Linked DNA regions of Mus musculus: region 2 is linked to region 1. A link is a contact called in public HiChIP or PLAC-seq data. All regions are on one chromosome and are shown on one strand. The core of a region is the stretch at or near the end of the contact, and the rest is flanking DNA. Distances in the headings are between cores, read along the strand shown. Region 1 overlaps Prex1 (phosphatidylinositol-3,4,5-trisphosphate-dependent Rac exchange factor 1). Region 2 holds the start of Prex1 (phosphatidylinositol-3,4,5-trisphosphate-dependent Rac exchange factor 1).

Region 1 (5,421 bases), core at 1,556-4,055:
AAGCATCTAGAGTAGACGGAGTGGAGAGGGAGACACTTCTGGTACCAGGATATTTAAACACAGACCCTGAACAATTAAGCTCTCCCCAGGACTCTCACACTGAGAGAAGGGACAGGCTGAGGACTGATACCGGCCAGAAGAGAAACTTGCCTCTCAGGAGGGTATTTCTAAGTCAGGACAAAGATGGGTCAGTGACAGGCAGGGCCACCCCTCTTCCAGCATGGCTGCATTCTGTAGGCCTCTTGTCCTTTAAGCCCAAACTGAATCAGCTCTTTCTCATCTTTTCACTGTCACTTGTACCTTCTAAGAACAGGTGACTGAGCATGTTTTAGGACCTGTGCAGCCCAAGTTTAGACCTTATTCTGGCAACAGCTAGATAGCGGAGAAGTGGTTGGTGAGCAAGAGTTGGGGTTATTGAGGTCGAAGCAGGCTGAATAGGGAAGGTGTAGATACCAGCATTGTGGGTGACTGGGGAGGGCTGACTGGTAGACTAGCCAGGAGAGGTTGTGTGATCCTGGGCAGGCCACTTTATTGTTTCTTCATGGCCTGGAAGCTCTCGATGGCCCTGTGAACATAGGCAGAATCGTCATTGTCATCATCAACATCAGCACCACCATCATCAGCATCAGTGTCAGTATCACCGTCCACAACATTAGCATCGGCAGCAGCAGCAGCATCACCAACATCACCGTCATCGTCACCACCATCACCACCACCACCACCACTACCACTACCACGAGTCACAGCATCATTCACGCAGCCCTGCTGAGTGGAGCAGAGTGGGCCTGGAGCTTATTGTCCCAGAGTGGAGTGGGTGAAGGAGCAGTTCCATGAGATTTGTAGGTGTGGACCCTTACCCATGCTGAATGGGTGGGCACAGCTGGACCTCACTCCCTAAAGACCCCATTTAGTCCTTGGCTGGTGGCTTTCTGTGTAAGGGACTGATGACCGTCCAGACCAGACAGGCTAAAACAGAGGGGACTTGGTATCCCTGAAGCCAGAACGTGAGCCACGGGTGCAGTTGATCTGGGGGTGCTCGGTGGTTCCGGGGGGCAGTATTAGGTGCCTCACCTGGAGGAAGGAGAGAAGTGGGTGATGAAAGGTAGGGTGGCCTCTGTCATAGCCAGGCTGGGGCTTCTGGGACCTAGGAGTTCTTTGGGTTCAGTCCCTGGGGTTGCAGCTGAGATTCCAGAGGACGCTTGACGGTGGCTTTCATGATGTTTCTGTGGGTGGACTTGCGTCACAGCCTGACACGTGCCCTGTGCCCTGAAGCAAGCTCTTTGGGCTCCGGTGTTAGGTTCTTGGCTCCCAGAGACTTTCCCACGACGACTCAGATGCAGGAGGTTGATCAAAAGTTCTGTTTGGGTTCTTCTCCTCTGGTGCTGCTGGCTTCAGGTGTGTCTGCCATCAAGTCTGTGGAGGTCTGAGAGGGGGCATCCCTCCCTCCCTACCCTCAAAAAAGAAAACCCACCGTTTCTACTTTTTTTATTTGGCCTGGATTTTTTTTTTTTAAATGGCATCACTAATTTTTGAAAACAAAGAAAATAAACCACAACCGTATTTCCTGTCCCCAGCATCTGGTGGCCACTTGTCATCTGTGATGTTTGGGGAAAAAGATGTGTTTTGATCATTCTTCAAAATCGGACTGTAGCAGTGTAGCCGTGTACCATTAGGTGATGATAGCCTTGCCGGGCCTTTCTCATTTCTAAAACATTTTGCAAGTAGCTCTCTCCAGGGGCCTCTTCAGATCTTCCCCCAGATTCCAGACCTGCCTGTAAGATTCCTTATAATTACAGATTTTACAATTTGTTTTCCTGTGAGGTAGAGTCTCTAGCCCAGGCTGGCTTCAGGCTTGCCATATGTGTGGACCTTGAACAGCCGACATTTCTGCTGTATCTGCTTGCTTTTGGGCAAGCACCCTTTTCACTGAGGCAAATCCCTCAGCCCCATCCCCTTTCAAGGTTAGTCTTTCTCTGTCTGTCTCTGTTTTTTGAGACAGCGTTTCTCTGTGTAGCTCTTGGTGGCCCGGCATTTGCTCTGTAGACCAGGCTGGCCTCAAACTCATAGACCCACCTGCCTCTGCCTCCCAAATGCTGGGGTTAAAGGAGAGCTTGCCTCTGCCTCCCCGCTCCCCCGCCCCCTCCCCAGCCTGCAGTTTGTTCTCTTGTATAAATTTGTAATCTGGAGCAGCAGGAAGAGGATGTGGCTAGAAGGGGCAAGGCCTGTGGATGGCAGTGATGGCTGCCAGCTGCCCTCAGGCACCCTTGCTTTTTTAGGACATTCTTTGGACCCACTTTGCGTCTCCTGTTTTATTTTCAGGCTTTTTTGATGCGCGCGCGCGTGTGTGTGTGTGTGTGTGTGTGTGTGTGTGCGCGCGCGTGCACAAACATGAGTGTGCACATACACATGTATGTGCATGCACGTGGAGGCCAGAGGGTGAACTCGGTGTCAAACTGTTTTGCTTTCATGTGTTGGATGGAGCCAGGGTTTTCTCCATCAACCCTGAGTTCTCTCTCTCCTTCCCTTCTGTGGGATTGAACTCAGGCTGTCAGGCCTGGCAGTCAGTGCCTTTACCTGCTGAGCCACCTCACTGGTCCTTCAAACACGTGTGAAATAAAAACCATTGCCAAGTGTAGACCCAGATCCCTGGACACACAGAACTGGCTGTCACTGGATTGGCAGACGGATGATGTTCACAGGGTTCTGAATAGCAGGGGGCGGGGCTTAGGAGTCGGTAGGGAAGGTAGGGACATGGGGGTCTGTCTCCAGGGTGAGCAGGAAGGAGGAATGTGCTCAGACGCTCAGATGGTGCCACTGCCGTCCATCACCATGGTGAGGAAGGAGGCCATGGGAACGGCCTCCTGCCAGTGCTGTGCAGCGTTTCCTGAGCATTTCTGGACCCCAGTGAGGCCTCAGAGGCCAACTGCATCCAGGACTCAGTTCACCACTGAGGTTTAATGAGTCTGTGTGGGAGAGGGGTTAGGAAGGCTCAGGGTCAGTGAGCTGCTTTTCTACCCCTCACCTGTCAAATTCCCTGCCCCATCTTCCTCTTCTCCCTCCTTCACACCTCCCTCCCTCCTTCACACCTCCCTCCATCCCTCCTTCACACCTCCCTCCCTCCCTCCTTCACACCTCCCTCCATCCCTCCTTCACACCTCCCTCCCTCCCTCCCTCCATCCCTCCCTCTTTCACACCTCCCTCCCTCCCTCCTTCACACCTCCCTCCCTCCCTCCCTCTTTCACACCTCCTCCTCCCTCCCTCCCTCCCTCCTTCCCTCCCTCCCTCCCTTCCTCCCTCCTTTCCTCCCTCCCTTGCACCACCTCTCTGCCAGACCTTCATCATTTGTCACACCTTGGGCCCCAGGTACTGAGGGCTTTGCAGGAGGACTCTACTTCCAGGGCACTTAGAGTATAGTTTTGGGTGGTCATTGCTCATTGGTCCTTGCAAAGGGTCTCTGACCCTGCCACCTCTAGTGTGGCCCCACACCCCTCCCACGGGGAATTTCTTTCAAGCCTCTGTTCCTGGGTCTCACCTGGTCCCTCCCCTTTCTCCGTTTGGAGCAGCCCTGTCCCCAGGGCCCCTTAGTCCCAACTGCTCCAGCACCTGTCCTCTCTGATCTCTCTCTCTCTCCCCCTCCCTCTCCCCCTCCCTCTCTCTCTCTTTCTCTCTCTCTCTCTCTCTCTCTCTCTCTCTCTCTCTCCACAGCTCTGTCTATCCTCAGAAAGCTTCATCTTTCCTATTCTAACCCTGGACTCTGGCCTTTTTTGCTGATGTACTAGATCTAAAACGTCAGACGATGGGCCAGGGAGATGGCACACGAGTCAAAGCATTTACTGTGCAAACATGAGGACCTTCGGTTCAAAGCCCAAGGACCCAACGCCAGCCAGATGAAGGAGTGTCTGCGAACCCAGCACTCTTACTGGGGGATGAGAGGTAGAGGCAGGAGAAGCTCTGGAAGCTGGGGGACGGGGCAGCAAACCTGGCATCAGCAACAGCAAAACAGCCAAGAGGCCTGCCTCAAATAGAGTGGAGAGTGAGGACTCACACCTGAGGTTGTGTGCCTGCACGCACGAGGGTCATTGTCCAGTGAGAAGGAGTTGGTTGGTGAACTTGAAGATCAGCAATAAAAGCTGAGGGAAGACAGCCAGCCAAGGGAATGAGTGCTTCTTGGCTGGAGGGAGGGAGGCTCAGAAGTCTGAGCCAAACGACCTGGCTTGTGCTCTCCGAAGGACTGGGTGTTGGTGGTGAGCTTGATGCCTGGAGCCAAGCCTTGCACCACCAAATGGGGCACCTCAAAGCCAGGTTCTTGGGCAGAGTAGACAGCAGTGCAGTTTTTATGAATGAGTCTAGTGGAGTTTTGCCTGGTATCGTCACTCTGACCCAGAGATAGGGACAGGGCTAGCATGTCCCTGCCTTCTGTCTTCAGCTGGCTAGTTTCAGGAGACCCTGGGTGAGTGGTTGATTGACAGGCAAAGCAGTCATCACTTTTTAGAAGTATGAACTCCGCTGAGATGGATTTATATGTCATTAATATCTAAGTGTACACCGAACGGCTTTGCCAGCATCGTAGCGGCTGCAGGCAGGGAGCTGAGAGCCAACCCCACTCAGCCAAGGTTGCTGGGGACAGGTGACAGAGGGGCCAGGTAGCAAAGAGACATGCTTCACGGCTCTGTCCATCCAGTCAGATTTTTCTGGTGGAATCCCACGGCCTGAGGGAAGCCAGGGCTTTGTCCTCAGGGAGGGGCTTCTAGGGAGGTGGGGGGGCTTGAGGTCTGGGTGGGAGGGGGCCCAGTGAGGCCTTCACCTTGAGGAAGAGAGCTGAGGGCCTGAGAGCAGCTGGTTCTCTGGCTGTCATCAGTGGTGGTTAGGAGATTTAATGCTGATTAGTGTCTCTTGGGGAATGCATGATTTCTCTGATAACACTGCAGGAGTGCTGGAGGCACCCTAATGTGGAGTTGCCCTTCACAGGGCCTTGATAAGAGTTATTTCATGAAGGCCTCTTCTTTTTATCACATGTGTCTGTCCATCCATCCATCCATCCATCCACCTATCCATCCAGGGGTGTGTGTGTGTTTGTATGCCGCACATTGTTGGCTTGTGTGGGGGGAAGTCAGAGAATAGCTTCTACCACTGGGTTCAGGGATCAAACTCAGGTTGTGGGTTTGGCAGCAAGCGTCTTTCCCCTCTGGGCCATCTCACTGGCCCCTAGTGAGGGCTCTGATGGTCACCTCTTCAAGGGCTTTTATTTTTTGTCTTTATTTTTTTCTCGTCAAGAGCAGCAAATGCTCTTAACCGCTGAGCCATCTGTTCATCCCTCACAACTTCTTTTGGAAGTGGCCTATAGGAGTTTGGGAAGCCAGACTCATGGGATGGAGGCATTCTCAGCTGGGTACATCGTCGCTACCCCCTCTTCAGTCCCGT
Region 2 (5,421 bases), core at 1,134-3,633, 43 kb before region 1:
CAGAGGTGCTCTGACGACGTTACTACATTTTGAGTCAGCCTCAGGAACCCAGCTCTGGGCCTCTTCTGAGAAAATGATGCCCTTAGCTTTTAAGCTCTTGTTAGCCCGTGTTTCCTTCTCTTTACTGCAAATCAACCCTAAAAGACACAGGCACCTCTAGCATCAGACTGTGAGCGGAATTAGTAAAGGCTGGCACTTATTGGCTGCTTACTGTATGCTCAAAGTCTTACAACACCAGGTTGAAGAAAGTCCCATTACTCACAGAGGAAAAGCCCACACAGAACTAGATTTGGTGATGCAGGCCTGTAACCCTAGCGTTCTGGGGACTGGGGCGGGAGGATCAGGAGTTCAGGGCTGTCCTGGGCTACATAAATCCAACAAACCAGCAACAAAGAGCTCCACAAGAAATCCAGACACGTGTGCTAGGCAGTGTCACTGTTCCAGGGTGGGAGATGATGTGAGGGGCCCGTCCACAGATGTGGAAGTGCTCGGTCATTCTTTCTGACAGTCAGTTCTTGTTTGGAGGGTGGGACCCATGTGTAAATGTGAGGCTAACCTCCAGCCTTGGTCACAGGCTGAGAAGGGGACTAGTGTTTACTTAGCACTACCTAACCCAGCTAGCTGTGTTGCGTGTGTCAGAGGTTCTCTGGCTACCTTAGAAGGCACCGACGGCTCACAACTGTGGACGGGGTGCTCCTGGGACATCCCGGGTACTGTGTGCTGCTATGCTCTTACAATGGAGAACTAACCTGACCCTAGATGTCACTAATCCTGGGTTTGTTCCCTCAGACTCTCATCTTACAGATTAAAAAAAAAAAAATGGAGCTTCAGAAAGGTGAAGTGTCTTGGCCAAGGTCACCCAGGCAGCTGGATTTGGCTGGCTCGTGACTGCTACCAGCTAGCGAGTAATGATTTCAAGACAGGGCCCACTGAAACCCAAAAAGGTGCTGGATCTAAGGACAGAAGCAGTGTTATGTCTGGAAAGCTCAGAAACAAGAAGATAATGATTCTTTGGAAACACTCACTCCATGACCAATACCTGATGGGCTCACCCTTTTACATCCATTTACCTAGGATACCTTGCCCACATCAAATGTCACGGTGCCCTAGGCCCCAAAGGAACAGGGCCAGGGGTAGCAGGAGCTACCACAGTCTCTCCTCTATCCTTGTGCAAAAGACTGTTTTACTTCAAGGCCCCAGAGAACTATTCTAGGCATCTTGAAGGGAAGTAAATAGAGGACAGTGCTCCTGCCCCAGAAATGATGACACTCCACAGAGGCTATTTTGTGAAACAGGGACTGACTCCATAGGAGATAATAGATCTGAGGCGGGGCAGGTAGGGATTGAACAAGCAGTTCAGAGGCCCGGTCAAGAGGGCAGTTGACAAAGGCAGGAATAATTAAGAACGAAGATAAGACTTTCTAGGGTGTTAAAATCACTTTCCAGGGACTATGGCTCAGCCGTATGCTGGTCCCTAAGAGTTAGGTGTTACTGTTCTTCCCCTTGTACTGTGAGGCAAACGGAGGAGCTTTAGGTGGGATGGGGGTGCTGACCAAGGTCATCAATGAGGGGCTGAACCCCAGAGGCTGACTCGGGTCCCAATGCCTCTCGAGGGTAAAGGGGGGTTAGCACGTTAACTGAACGTTTGAAAGATCAAGGTCACACAGAACAGCCTGTCGGCTGGCAGCAAAATTCCCATTTTGGCTTTATCTCTGGTGGGTACGAGGGCGGCTTCCTGCAACGGTCTCGTCCAAGTGGGCACCTTTGCTTAGGGATGGGGAGCGCTGGGACAGTAGGCGCAGAGCTCCGACGGAAAGAGAAACAGAAGTAAGGACAAAGATGCAGCTAGAGTTCTTCCAAGGTCACCGTAAGCCGAGGGCATGAGCGGCCGTGTTGGTGGGGGCGTCGAGCTGCTCTTCCGGGCGTCAGGAGATGCGCGTGGTGGTCGCTGATCCGGCTCCAGCAGATCACCCACGGGGCACTCCTTACGGGTGGATGGCGCGAGCTGCTCTTGCAGAACTGCTGAATGGGTCTTGGCCTACAGACTCAGCAGAACCACGACCTGACTGGGGTCTGGGGCGACGCATTTCCAGCCCCAAACTCTGACTGTGCGGCGCGCGCACGAACCGGCTCTTGGCCGACGCTCCCTGGAAGCCGGGAGGGGGCTCCGCCCAATCCCCGCCCAATCCCACCAGACTCCGCCCCAGCTCAGTCCATTCTCCATTAGTCCCCGCCCAGTTTCCGCATGAGGTGCCGCCCCACCCCGTCCATTTTCTACAAAGATCCCCGCCCACTAGCAGATTGACCCCGCCTCCTTCCCCGCCCATCGCTCAGCCCTCTCTACCAAGGCCCCGCCCATACACCATGACCCCGCCCAGGTCCCGCCCCCGCTCCGCCTGCCCCGGGCCCGCTGAGCGGCGCCTGTCCGGGATGCGGAGCCCGGACGCCTAAGCCGCGGCGCGACCTCGGCGCGGGAAGTTCGGGCGCCGCGCGGCTATGGAGGCACCCGGCAGCGGTGGTGGTGACGGCGGCGGGGACCCAGGCGGGGACGGTGCGCATCCCGATGCTCGCGGCCCCGTCTCCGGGCCGTGCGCGGCCGCCCGCGACTCGGAGCGCCAGCTGCGCCTCCGTCTGTGCGTACTCAACGAGATCCTGGGCACCGAGCGCGACTACGTGGGCACCTTGCGTTTCCTGCAGTCGGTGAGCTCCCGCCACCTGTGGCCGGCCGGCCCGCGTTGCGCTTTTGTCTGTGGCTCCCCGCCTTGTGCATAGTTTGAAATGGTTACATCCGCGCGGCCGCTGCCCGGGGCCGCCCCGCTGGGGGGCCAGTGTAGGGAGAAGCCCGGGTAGGGGCTCCTTAGCTGCACCGGGGACCCTGGGCTCCGTAGCCTTGCCCCAGCTCGAATTGCACAGTCAAAGCCTTAGACTGCAAAACAGCGTCCGAGTGCGTCTGTGTACCACGCACCTTACACTGGTATCAGCAGACTGTGCCGTTACCGGGCTCATCAGTAGGTTATATTTTCTGATCCTTAAGATCAGGGAAGAGTTCGGCTCCAGAGAGGTTGAGTCCCTTGCTCTGGATAGTTCTGCAGGCTACGTCGTAGGGTTGGATGCAGGGCGGTGACCCAGGGCAGCCCTGCGGGGGCTTTAAACTCCGGTACGTAGTTGCCCTGGTGTCTCTAGTGAGAATGAGGAAGGGGCCACTTCCCTACCCTCCTAGGAAGTGAGAAAACTGGAGGGGGTGGGAAGGGCTGGTCTTAGAGACCTGAGGGCTTTAATCTCCGTGCCTCCTGCTGGGGCCGCTTTAACTCCCTTCTTGGGTTGGAGGAAGTCTTAACCCTGCTTCAGGAAGGCGTGCGTTTGTGTGTGTGTGTGTGTGTGTTTCAAGAGACCCCCAATCACACTGGAGTTCTCTCCATCTGGGAAAAAGAAACACTCAATGGCTTAAGGATGCAGGGGAGTCTGTGTGAGGTCGGGGGGGGGGGTTCCCACTGAGGGAGGAGGGAGTACGAAGTTGGGGGGGGGGAAGACGCTGTGTGGAGGCATTGAAAGCCCTTTGGCCCAAGGATCCTTCTGGAAAGGCCTGTGAGAATAAGACAGGGTTGGCTTTCTTTCCCATCTCTTCCTCTCTCACAGTTGAGAAGGGGGTGGGGGAGAGAGAGAGAGAGAGAGAGAGAGAGAGAGAGAGAGAGAGAGAGAGAGAGAATCGGGTAGGGCTTGAAGCTGGCAGTTTCTAAATGAAAGAGGCAGCCACTCTGGCATTGCTGAGCAATGACAGATTCTAGGGAACTCCTCACTTCCCCCTCGCAGTGACTGAGCTGCTCAGCCTTAAAAAGAAACAGGAAATCTAAACTAGTTTTTATATTAATGGGGGAAAAAAAACAAAACCCACTCCCCCATGTGTGCCCCTGGCTGTTGTGCTAGGTTGACTGCGGTTTTAAATCGTCCCTACGGAGACGGGGCCGCTAGGATAATGGAAATTGATTAGAGTCCACATTCTTAGAATTAAAGAAACCAGGGGGGGAAAAGTTTTCTCTGACTTTCATGTCATCCCAGGACACCTGTCGTTTGTGGACAGCCATTGTTGTGTGACTGGGGCATTCTGAGATGAGCCAGACAGACATTATTGTGTCTTGGGACACCGTTGCTTCCTGTGTTGACCTCGGTTTCCCCACGTGTACAAGAGCAGGGGACCCCAGGCTGCTTTTCTGCCTTGCCCTTACTTGGGTCCCCAAGCCAGTGCCAGAAGTGGAGGACTGATTGTGTAACCTGAGTAGTGTGTCTTGCCCTGTGAGCCCTGGAGGCCACCTCTGGCCACTAGGGAATGGCCCTCAGGCAACCCGAGGGAGGCCACTTAGTCCTGGAAGCTTGGCCGGGAGCTGCATGCTCTTCTGACCACCCGGGCTTTTCTGCATGCAGTAGGGCACAGAAGAGCGGGCAGCTCTTCTGGGATTCTCCCCACCCCAACTTGTCAGCTTTTGTACACCCTGGCTGGAGGGGGTTCCCTGGGCTCCTGGCTGTCTGGGAGGAGCCAGTGTAGTTTTACAGTGGCAAAATGGGTTCTTTAAAAAGTCCAGAGCTTGAGCTGGTGGGAAGGATGAGAGCTTTCGAGGCACTTGCCTCTAAACCTGAGAACCTGAGTTTGATCCCTAAGGCCACACCATAGCATACGTGCACCCCTGAAAATAAATAAACAAATAACAAATGAACAAACAACCAGACAGATAAATAATATAATACAAGGTCCAGAGCTCCAAATTCAGAGCCAGACTGTGTGGTGTGAGGCCTTTGGCTCTGTGATTTAAGGCAAGCTGGCTTGACATCTTTGGGCCTTTATTCCCTTATAAAGTGGGAGAGGAGACTAGAGGTTGTCCTGTTGGTTTTATAGGATTGTGTAACTTATCTTGAATACTCTAAGCAGTGCCTGCAGGCAGTCAGCTATGTAAATATCAACTGGGGTTATTCCTTATGTGATAATTAATCTTACAGGTGAGTAGGGTAGTAGGTTGAGCTCCCACAGAGGAGGCTGTCATAGGGAGCTGCCCGGAGGGAATGGGGTCTGAGCCTTCACTAGAGACAGCCTGGGGACTTCCATTGAGTTTCCTGTTGATCTCTAGATTCCAGCTACGGAAACCAAAGAGTCTGTTCTGTTCCCCTCCTGAGGCTTCAGAGCTCCTTCAGCGTGCCCACACTGGATTTAGGCTTCATCCAGACACTGGGTTGTGCCCTTCCTTGTCTCCTAGGATCCTAGGACCTCAGCTGAGGAAGCAGAAAATTTTGGGATGCGTTATGGTGATGTTAGCGCAGTCTTAGGCCACTGTAGATGCTACTGACCGTGCAGGGGTGGTGTGTGTGTGGGGGGGTTGACTGGGAACCTTGGGTCTCTACTTTGAGATCTTGGGGCTGTTTTGGACAGCACCA

What was found. HiChIP or PLAC-seq counts read pairs in DNA pulled down with a chosen protein or histone mark.
Region 2: an H3K4me3 HiChIP or PLAC-seq map of neural progenitor cells shows a contact between it and region 1, with 5 times the contacts expected there. The contact joins the promoter of Prex1 here to the enhancer-like site in region 1. A contact is called at or near these places in 5 of 39 promoter capture datasets (the HPC-7 cell line, cranial neural crest, frontonasal cranial neural crest and 2 more), 1 of 15 datasets of contacts at CTCF or cohesin (CD8 T cells), 50 of 484 Hi-C or Micro-C datasets (CD4 T cells, CD8 T cells, CD8 central memory T cells and 30 more), 31 of 115 datasets of contacts at active chromatin or transcription factors (CD4 T cells, CD8 T cells, the HPC-7 cell line and 20 more) and 3 of 9 other capture datasets (adipose tissue, liver and pancreatic islet).

The regions. Positions count from the first base shown.
Region 1 is chr2:166,668,580-166,674,000 of GRCm38.p6, reverse strand. All of the region lies in intron 1 of Prex1 (phosphatidylinositol-3,4,5-trisphosphate-dependent Rac exchange factor 1), which reads left to right. Among named protein-coding and RNA genes, the nearest start is that of Gm50596, 32 kb to the left of the region's middle. Within about 2 kb of position 2,805, at least 58 of the 459 cell types and tissues checked have an H3K27ac peak or open chromatin away from gene starts, as enhancers often do. A contact at or near this core is called in CD8 T cells, CD8 central memory T cells, DN3 thymocytes and 17 more, where this site is marked.
Region 2 is chr2:166,710,794-166,716,214 of GRCm38.p6, reverse strand. It overlaps Prex1 (phosphatidylinositol-3,4,5-trisphosphate-dependent Rac exchange factor 1), which reads left to right and starts at 2,383. Exons shown (of 40, transcript NM_177782.3): 1 at 2,383-2,700. The coding sequence starts at 2,497. It overlaps Gm46777 (a long non-coding RNA gene), which reads right to left and starts at 2,386. Exons shown (of 3, transcript XR_001783555.2): 1 at 1-2,386.